Linked DNA regions of Mus musculus: region 2 is linked to region 1. Evidence: chromatin contacts called from public promoter capture Hi-C data. All regions are on one chromosome and are shown on one strand. Each heading gives the region's core, a stretch centred on a gene start, on an enhancer-like site or on the middle of the called end of the contact. The rest is flanking DNA. Distances are from core to core; before and after follow the strand shown.

The links. Capture Hi-C pulls out chosen DNA fragments and counts their contacts.
Region 2: a promoter capture Hi-C map of adipose tissue shows a contact between it and region 1. The contact joins two enhancer-like sites. A contact is called at or near these places in 3 of 15 datasets of contacts at CTCF or cohesin (the NIH/3T3 cell line and embryonic stem cells), 32 of 484 Hi-C or Micro-C datasets (embryonic fibroblasts, embryonic stem cells, induced pluripotent stem cells and 3 more), 8 of 115 datasets of contacts at active chromatin or transcription factors (acute myeloid leukemia, differentiating embryonic stem cells, embryonic fibroblasts and 4 more) and 1 of 9 other capture datasets (adipose tissue).

What each region holds. Positions count from the first base shown.
Region 1 is chr17:78,448,963-78,453,519 of GRCm38.p6, forward strand. No RefSeq gene overlaps it. Among named protein-coding and RNA genes, the nearest start is that of Gm32464, 13 kb to the right of the region's middle. Within about 2 kb of position 2,444, at least 32 of the 459 cell types and tissues checked have an H3K27ac peak or open chromatin away from gene starts, as enhancers often do. A contact at or near this core is called in adipose tissue, where this site is marked.
Region 2 is chr17:78,569,441-78,574,133 of GRCm38.p6, forward strand. It overlaps Vit (vitrin), which reads left to right. Exons shown (of 14, transcript NM_028813.2): 5 at 4,645-4,693. The region is part of intron 1 of Gm32573 (a long non-coding RNA gene); the gene reads right to left. Among named protein-coding and RNA genes, the nearest start is that of Gm32573, 16 kb to the right of the region's middle. Within about 2 kb of position 2,236, at least 38 of the 459 cell types and tissues checked have an H3K27ac peak or open chromatin away from gene starts, as enhancers often do. A contact at or near this core is called in adipose tissue, where this site is marked.

The DNA of each region.
Region 1 (4,557 bases), core at 1,194-3,693:
TCCAATGGCAGGTTGCTTTCCACTGAGGTTGCAGAGCTTGGAACTGACCAACATAGAAATTAGGTCTCAGAATCAGAATCCAGATAGGTGACTTGATTCTCTCTTCAATCTGCATATATGAATGAAGACATTTTGGAGTGTTTGGGGTTTTTTTGGTTTTTTGTTTGTTTGTTTGTTTGGTTGGTTGGTTGGTTGGTTGGTTGGTTGGTTTAGTGTTCATTTAGAGTCAATACCCGGTGGGTATTAGGCAGAGATTGCTCTTATGATCAACTTGATCCAACCTAGAAGAAAACTCATCTGACAATTGCCCAGATCGTTCTAAATTGGGCCATGTCTGTGAGAGACAGGCTGATTGACAATTGATGTCAGAGGATCCAGCTCACTGTGCGTGGCAGTATATCCAGGTAGGTGGTATGGACCATATAAGAAAATGAGCTAAGTGTGAGCCGGTAAACAGCATCCCCCTGTGCTGTTTGTATCGGTTTTTGCTTGAGTTCCTGCTCTGGTTTCCCTCAGTGATAAAGCACAACCTGGAAGTATAAGCCCAATAAACCTCTTTCCTTTTCTAAGTTGATTTTGGTTAGTGTTTTGGCACAAAGCAGAAAGTGCACTAAAGCAGACACTATTAAATGTTCATCCATGCATTAAAAGGGGGAATGAAACAAACATTACCCCTCGTCGGTTCTACCTTTGGTGGGGAGAAAATGACCAAGGAATGTACCAACAGGCAAGAGAAAGGAAGCTGAAAGGCGTCCCGGAAGCAGGCAGGCACCTGCAGCAGGTCAACACTCCAGCTTGCATGGGCATGATGGTTGCGTAAGCCACTCAGTGTGGAGTCGGTGTTTGTCCAGATCTTTCCATCTGTGAACCAGGGATAACGATATCTGTGTTCACATGCTTTGAATTCCAGCTGTGAAAAATGATCCCTGAAGTGAATACAAAGTTGTCCTCCCTCCAGCATGAAAGATCTCTGGGCATTTTCTGAAGGTGTCGCATTTCAAAAGCTCGATGCTCAAGCAGGATGGCCGCCCACCCATGGGCTCCAGTCAGGACACCTACCAGTTCTGACCCAGCTCTGTCACCGGATATGTATCCAAAGGCAGGGTGCTTAAGCTCTTGAAACTCAGCCTGTCCACCTGGAGAATGATCTCAGCTCATTTTTAAAAATACAACTTGTTTTTAATGTTTTGAGAAGTTCATACGTGCATACGATATATTTTGATTATATTCTGTTAGATCTATTCCCCTTTGCTCCTTCCCAACTTTGTGTCCTTTTGGGTTGTGTGTGGTTTTGTTGTTGTTGTTGTTGTTGTTTGTTTGTTTTGTGACCGGCCTTATCCTATACTCATGAGAATGAGGTCATTCACTGCACTTTGGTTGACCTACCAGGAGTCATACCCTTAAGAAAAAGTGACTGTCCTTCCCTGAGAAGCCCCCAACTGCCAGTGGCTCCTCATCTAGGGGTCAGAGCTCACCGGTCCCTCTCCAACCAAGCTGGAGTATTGACTAGACCAATCTTGCACAGGAAAGTTCTTCTTTCTCTCTTTTTTTTCTGTCCATGTTATTTAAAGAATTGTATTTCTTAAACTAGCCTTGCCAACATAGACACTATATAAAGTTCATGGTTAGCAAAACACCCTGAGCAAAAGCAGCTTAGGAAAGGAACGGGTTTATGTGGCTTACACGGGCTTACACCGGCAGGTCATATGAGAGCGTTCACTGGATTCTGCTTATTTGCTACAACAATCTTCTTACTACACTGATGTAAGTAATTATACCCTTTCCCTATTCCCCTTTCCTGTGCATTGAATCCTCCAACCATCTCTTCCAATAGTTTTATAGCAATCTGAGCCGGTTTTTCCTTTCTTACTCCATAAGAACTTGTCCGTAAGAATCCAACATAATAATTATAAGTGGCAGTTACCATCTATCATCTATTTTGTGTCATCATTATGGAAACCCTAAGCAGCCCAATGGCATCATTTTTTTTTTATCTGAAATGAGAGGTAACTGATACACTGAGGGCTGGGAAGTTTCCTAGAGTTCCATGGCTCCTCAGAACGGAGAGGTTGGTCTTCTCCTAGCTCCAAACTCATAAATGCTCTTCCAACTAGCTCAACTGATATGAAGACAGAAGCAGTGGGGTGGAAGGAGGGAGGGGAGGGAAGAAAAAATACCAGAAAGGAATAAAAAATTAAATTCAGAGAATATTATTTTCACCCTCTTTCTTTGAAACAAAAAATAAGTGTATTCAGACCCATGGAAAGTGTATAACATTGTAATTCATATTATCTGCTTTAGCAGAGACCACAGGGCTGATAGAAACAATTATTGTTTTCATCGTTACAATGTTTTTCTCTGGGTCTATTTAGGAAGTGGTGGAAAGGAGGCAGCTCACCGATCTGTATCCTGAAGTTAGACACTGTTTCCTGTGTCAAGGGCAGGGCAGGCAGCCTGTATCTCAAGGTCAGAGCCTGCCTAAGACTAACCCAAAGGCTCAGCTCCCAGTAGAGGTAAAAGCTAATTCATAAATTCCGTGGCAATAAATCCTGTCTCAGCTTCTAAATAACCCATTCTATTTTCAAGTGAGGTCAAGTTAGGAAGCCGAATCCAGGGACAAGAAAGATCCAATAATGTTCTTGGCTGGAAAGCCTGCCATTCATCAACAGGTCACATGCCTGTCGTGCTCTCCGGCTTACCTCAAGTCATGACCATTTTGGGGAAGGTATGATGTGTGCCGAAAGCCTCAGCATTGCTCCTAAGGCTCTGGTGCCCCCGCCAGGAACTGTGGGCAGCTGATCCTCCATGGAGGTGGCTTCTGCAGGGGCTGCTTCAGCTGCAGCTCAGCGGCTACCAAGAGGCTTTATGCTCGATCATATCTATTGACAAGCTGAAAACTGTCACAAACTGAATGTTTCTTCAAGGTTATTTAAGAGTTGCTACAACTCAGGACTTTGCTTCATGCAACATCTGAGGGACAGGGGTAGCTTTATTCAGTTAGAGAGACCTAGGAAGTAGCTGGTACTTAATGTGCTATGACGTTCTTCCACACTTGAACAATAACTATGCAAGTTTATTCAACTTCAAGGCTCTTACCCAGACCCTAAGCCCCTTCTACGGAGAGCCACACTTGTCCCGCCCCACCACGATTCCCCTGCCTCCAGCATCTGAAACACAAGAATCTGGCAGACAGCGACTGCGTCTCATTTAAGACCAGTTTGCCAAAAAGTAAGAGAAGACTATTTATCAGCTAAAATTATGGGGTGTTGTTCTTCCTCTCTGGTTTTCAAAATTAACATCTACTAATGGACATGCTAATGCTGAAAGGGAGAACCTCACTGGTCCCCACCCCTAGACAAAGAACCATAGCAAATGCCAAGGGAGAACTCAGCTTCCCCAGGAGTAAGGTCCCTAGTAGTTTATCCTGTATCAAGTGGTCCCCGTAGCATCATATACATAGAAGCAGTACTAATGGATTCAGTAGTGTGTGTCTGTGTGTGTGTGTGTGTGTGTGTGTGTGTGTGTGTGTGTGTGTGATAGTCAAAGAAAAAGAGGCCATGAGTTTGAGAGTGGGAAGAACATTCAAGGGTTGAGAGGGAAGGAACGAGAGGAAGGAAGTGATGTCATATACTTTCATTTTAAAAGGGTTCCCAACTCTAAAATATATCCTTTTCTGTGTTTATTTCTTTCTTAACCACTTCAAATATGTTGCATAGTGTTGGTTTTTGTTTTGTAGAAGTTATCTTGACAGCTTTCTCTCCTTGCAAATATAAGACTCTTCACCATTACCCAAAGGTTTTGTTTTTTCTCTCCCTCCCCCTGGGCACCACTATTCTGCTTCCTAGGAGTCTGAGTATTCACACAGTGCCCAGGGAGGCCAGGGAGGGAGTCAGATCCCGTGAAACTGGAGTTATAGGTGGTTGTGAGCTGTCACGTGGGTGCTATGGATCGAACCTGGGTCTTCTGGAAGAGCAGCCAGCGCTGTTAGCGTGGTCTCTCTAACCCACAAGGTTCTATTACTAACTTGGGAAAATTGGACCATAAAATGCAGGTCTTCCTGGGGTTCCATTAGCATAGAGCTGTCACAGTTCATCTTGTAGCATGTGGTGGGGCTGCTTCTTTCGGCAGCTGAATGATACTTCATAGTATCTACATGGCACACTTTGTGTACTCTTGGTGAACATTCAGGGTGTGCCAGCATCACTTCCTGCTTGTGCTTGCTTGCTTTTCTCAGCTGAGACCAGCCTAGGAGATGTGAGGAGGTGATTTCTCCTCGGGATTCTTCACTGCTTTTAGAAAAGAGTGAAAATAACCAAACAATTTTGAGTAATTCAATTAAGCATTCTATCACATCAGTCGCACGTGTTTTGTCTTTCTGACCCCAATTATTCCTTGCCCAATAATAGAAAGCTTAACACACACACACACACAGAAATACACAGAAACACACACAGTCAGCACACACAGACCTTCTGCTGCAGCAATTCATCATAACAAGTGCTTTTGTGCACCAAGCGCATGCATGAGAAAGTTCATGGCAACTTTACCCACAGCCCA
Region 2 (4,693 bases), core at 986-3,485, 120 kb after region 1:
ACACTGAGACATCATATCTGGGCTTGTTCTCATCTTAAGCTATTCATTTATTACCTGTTTATGGGGGAGATTCACATGCGCCATGTCCTGTGTGTGGAACCCAGAAGACAATTTCGGGGAGTTCTCTCCTTTCACTGTATTGAGGCAGGGTCTTTCTTCATTCTGCCATCCTGCATGCCTCAGGCTAGCTGACCCGTGAGCTACTTTGAAGGTCACTCTACGGTGTCCCCCCACCATCTCTCAGCCAAAGTCCTCATTACAAATGCATGCCACTTCACATAGCTTTTCCTTGCATGGGTTTTGGGCTTAGTTGGTGTCAGAAATAATGTCAGTGCCAAAGGAACAAACAAAGAAAGCAAGGCTGTTCTCTTTGTAAAGAGAGTGTAACCGGAACCCAAACTGGGCTAGTTACACACGGGGCCAACATGGCTCCAGTATTTTATTCCTCATGTCTTGTGACTGCATCCTACCCCATCTGCGAAGCTTGACTTTGCAATCTGGCATGATTGGCAAATCCATGCAAAGGATCAGGGAATGCTCATGAAATATGAGTCCTCACTGGGCTAACTACCTAGGAAAGAAGGATGAAAGGAAGGAAAGAGGGAAGAAGGGAGGGAGGGAGGGAGGGAGGGAGGGAGGGAGGGAGGGAGGGAGGGAGGGAGGGAGGGAGAGAGGGAGGGAAGGAAGGAAGGAAGGAAGGAAGGAAGGAAGGAAGGAAGGAAGGAAAAGAGAAGGAAAGAAGAGGAGAGGGGAGGGGAGGGGAGGAGAGAAAAGAAAAAAGAAAAAGAAAAGAAAAGAAAAGAAAAGAAAAGAAAAGAGAAGAGAAGAGAAGAGAAGAGAAGAGAAGAGAAGAGAAAAGAAAAGAAAAGAAAAGAAAAGAAAAGAAAAGAAAAGAAAAGAAAAGAAAAGAAAAGAAGAAAAGAAAAGTCTCCTCACAGTCGGCAAGCACTTTTATACACTAAGCAATATAGCAGGTCTTAACCCAAATACGTAAAGGCAAAGAAGCAAGCACTTGGTAAAAAAGAGAGAGCTCTTCCTAAGATGGATCAATGAGGAGACCATGTCTGTGCCAAGCCCTCTTCCTGAAGGTTTTCTAAGTGTATGCCTGACCTCTGAACAGCTGCCACTCAACAGCTGGCTCAGCGGTTTATGCTCCCTCTCCGAGCTGGGAAACTGACCCTAAGTTTATCTCAGATCCCAGGCGCTGTGTCAGGAAGGAGGTGAACTTCAAAGCCACGCACATGTCTGTGCAGAGTCTAGTGATAAATTCTCCACCAAGGCGACAGAAGGGAGACAGGCCTCGTTAGTGTATTTCCACATATAGACACTCTTAAGATGACTGACCTCAAACCCCAAGGTCAAGTCAACTGGGTTGTGAAATCCTGCAAGGTTAGTTAACAACTGGCTCCCAAAGCTGGTATAAGAATCCCCTGCCCAACCCACTGATAAGTAGGCTTACACAGAAAAATAAAATGTTATCCTTTCCATAGGGATTTTTCCGGGAGCTGTAGAGATGGCTCACTAGTGAAAAACACTGGTTGCTCTTCCAAAAGACCCATGATTGGTTTCCAGCACCTACACAGGGACTCACAGATATCTGTAACTCCAGTTCCAGGTGATCAGATGCCCTCTTCTGGCCTCTGTGGGCACTAGGCATGCATGTGCACATATATGCATACAGGCCAAATACCTACACATAAAAAATATTTTTAATCCGTTTTTTGTCTAGAAGTCCAATGCGCTATCCATTGCACCACAGAGCCAGGTTTAATCCATTTTTTAAAATATTTTTTTATTTACTTAACAAACCACATTAAGTCCAGAATTCGTTAGAGGTGGTACAAGACAGTAGATCACCAAGTACGTTGTGAGAGCAAAAGTCTAATAGGGTTGCAGAAGCAAGATGGTGTCAGGCTCTCTGTGAGGAAGGACATGGAGACAGAGGGGGCCCAGAGAAGAGAACAGCACAATGTAAGCCACGTGAATGGAATGGCAAGGTTGGTCAGCAGCAGAGGGCTACCCAGACCCCATGGTGGAGCAGTGAAGGCTACAGGGAGTGACAAGAAATTGGAAGGGGAGGTATTTGTGCTTGTGAACCCTAAGGAAGTACCACAACCAACAGGGCTGAACCCATGATTTGAGATCAGTGAGGCCTGCCTGCATTCAGATAAGCGATTGCAAAGCGTTAGTTACAAAACCTTGGGTGACTCACTCTTGGAGCTGCCTGTTTCTATGGAACAGGGAATAACAACATTCCCTCCTCCCAGCCCGGTCACTCTGAAGTTTGCTGGGAAGGCGCAGTGAGACCTGAGTGAGGTTATTTTAAAGCCTTTAAGTGCTTTTACACGTCAAATGCTATCATCATGTTGTTCAAGGCCATCGGAATCTGAGTGTTGAAAGTTGTTGAGTCACTGTGGAGTTGGGAGAGCAAGGAAATGGCAGCCTTCACCCTGGAGGTGCTGATGGGAGCTAATCCTTGTGCTTTTTATTCATATGCCGTAAAATAGAGATACCCAGAGGAGCCATGGGAGACTGGAGCAAGGTGCTACTTAGGAACTCAGGTGGGCCTTCTGCTTAACAGATAGATAGATATACCAGTCCCTAGACATCAGGACGAAAGAGCTGGTAAAAAAATCCTAGAAATTAAGGAATCATTTTCAACTATCAAGAGATCTCTTTTCTTTTCCTCTTCCTCTTCCTCCTCCTCCTCTTCCTCCTCCTCCTCCTCCTCCTCTTCCTCCTCCTCTTCCTCCTCCTCTTCCTCCTCCTCTTCCTCCTCCTCTTCCTCCTCCTCTTCCTCCTCTTCCTCCTCCTCTTCCTCCTCCTCTTCCTCCTCCTCTTCCTCCTCCTCTTCCTCCTCCTCCTCCTCCTCTTCCTCCTCCTCTTCCTCCTCCTCTTCCTCCTCCTCTTCCTCCTCCTCTTCCTCCTCCTCTCCTCCTCCTCCTCCTCCTCTTCCTCCTCCTCTTCTTCCTCCTCTTCCTCCTCCTCTTCCTCCTCCTCCTCTTCCTCCTCCTCTTCCTCCTCTTCCTCCTCATCTTCCTCCTCCTCCTCTTCCTCCTCCTCTTCCTCCTCCTCTTTCTCCTCTTCTTCCTTCTCTTCCTCTTCACCCTTCCTTCTCTTTCTCCTCCTCCTTTCTCTCCTTTTTTTTTCTTATCGCAGTGCTAAGAACGGAGCCCAGGGACCCACACATGCTAATCAGTCCCCCTAACACTGAGCTACACCCTCTGCCCTGAGTTTTCTTTTCAAATGAGTTTCATTTAGCGGTGTCTTTTCCATCTCTAGCCCTAAATCAAAGAACCATGTACTTACAACAACTGTAACCTGCTCCCTAAAGTGACTGGATTCATCCTGCTTTATCTCGAAGCCAAATTAGAAATTTTCAGGCACAAAGTTTTCCTTCCAAACTAGCGGTACATGTCATAGTGCTAGGCACTCCAGAGGCTGAGACAGGGGAATGGCTTGAGTTCAGGAGTACAAAGCCAACCTACAAATACAGACGTGACCAGAGAAAGGAAGTAAGTCAGGTATGGAGAGAGGCAAGAGGACCAGCCTGGTTTATATAGCGGCCTTTGAGACTAGCCTGGGATACCTAGAGAAAGAACCTTGTCTCAAAAGAAGGGAAGGAAGAAAGGAAGGAAGGAAGGAAGGAAGGAAGGAAGGAAGGAAGGAAGGAAGGAAGGAAGGAAGGAAGGAAGGGGAATAGAGAGAAGGGGCTAGGTGTGGTATCACATTATTTAATCACTGCACTCAGGAAGCAAAGGCAGGCAAATTTCTGAGTTTCAGGTCTATGTAGCAAGATCCTATCTTTTAAAAAAAATTAAGTAATTAATTAATTTTTAAAAAGAATAGACCTATGCCGGGCGTGGTGGCGCATGCCTTTAATCCCAGCACTCAGGAGGCAGAGGCAGGCGAATTTCTGAGTTCGAGGCCAGCCTGGTCTACAAAGTGAGTTCCAGGACAGCCAGGGCTACACAGAGAAACCCTGTCTCAAAAAAACAAAAACAAAAACACACAAACAAAAAGAAGAGACCAAAAAATACACAAGTTAAGAATAGGACTAGGAAAGCGAAAGAACTAGAAATCATAAGAGGCAAGAGAATTTCTAGCTGGCACAACAGACATTTGACCCAGAAAAGGGGTCATCTGACCTGGAAAAGGGGTCATCTGACCTAGAGGTCAGGTGCCACGTCCAGTGGGGGAAATACCATGGGGTGGGGGTGGGGAAGTAAAGGCAGGGTCTCTCTGTGTAGCCCTGGCTATCCTGGAACTCACTCTGTAGCAGAGGCTGACCTCGAACTCACAGAGATCCGACTGTCTCTCCTTCCTTCCCTCCCACCCTTCCCCTCTCCCCCACCCCCTTCCTGCCTCCCCCTCCCCCTCTGCCCCCCCCCCATCTTGTGCTGGGGTTAAAGGCCTGTACCACCATGCTCAGTTTAACACCATGCGCATGCGCGGGATTGACTGCACATCTGAGCATACGTTCCCTTAACCGTCACTGCTTTCTAGTGCCTGACTAAAGACCCAGGGCAGTTGTCAGGCTGTAGATCTATGCTTCCTTCTGTCTAAGGTTTAGTGGGTAGTGTTTATTGTTGTTGTTGCTGCTGCTGCTATCGTTGTGGTTGTTTGTGTGTTTTCTTTTTATAGCGGTGTGCTGGATAATTCAGGAGGGAAAATACTTGTTCGGAAAGTTGCT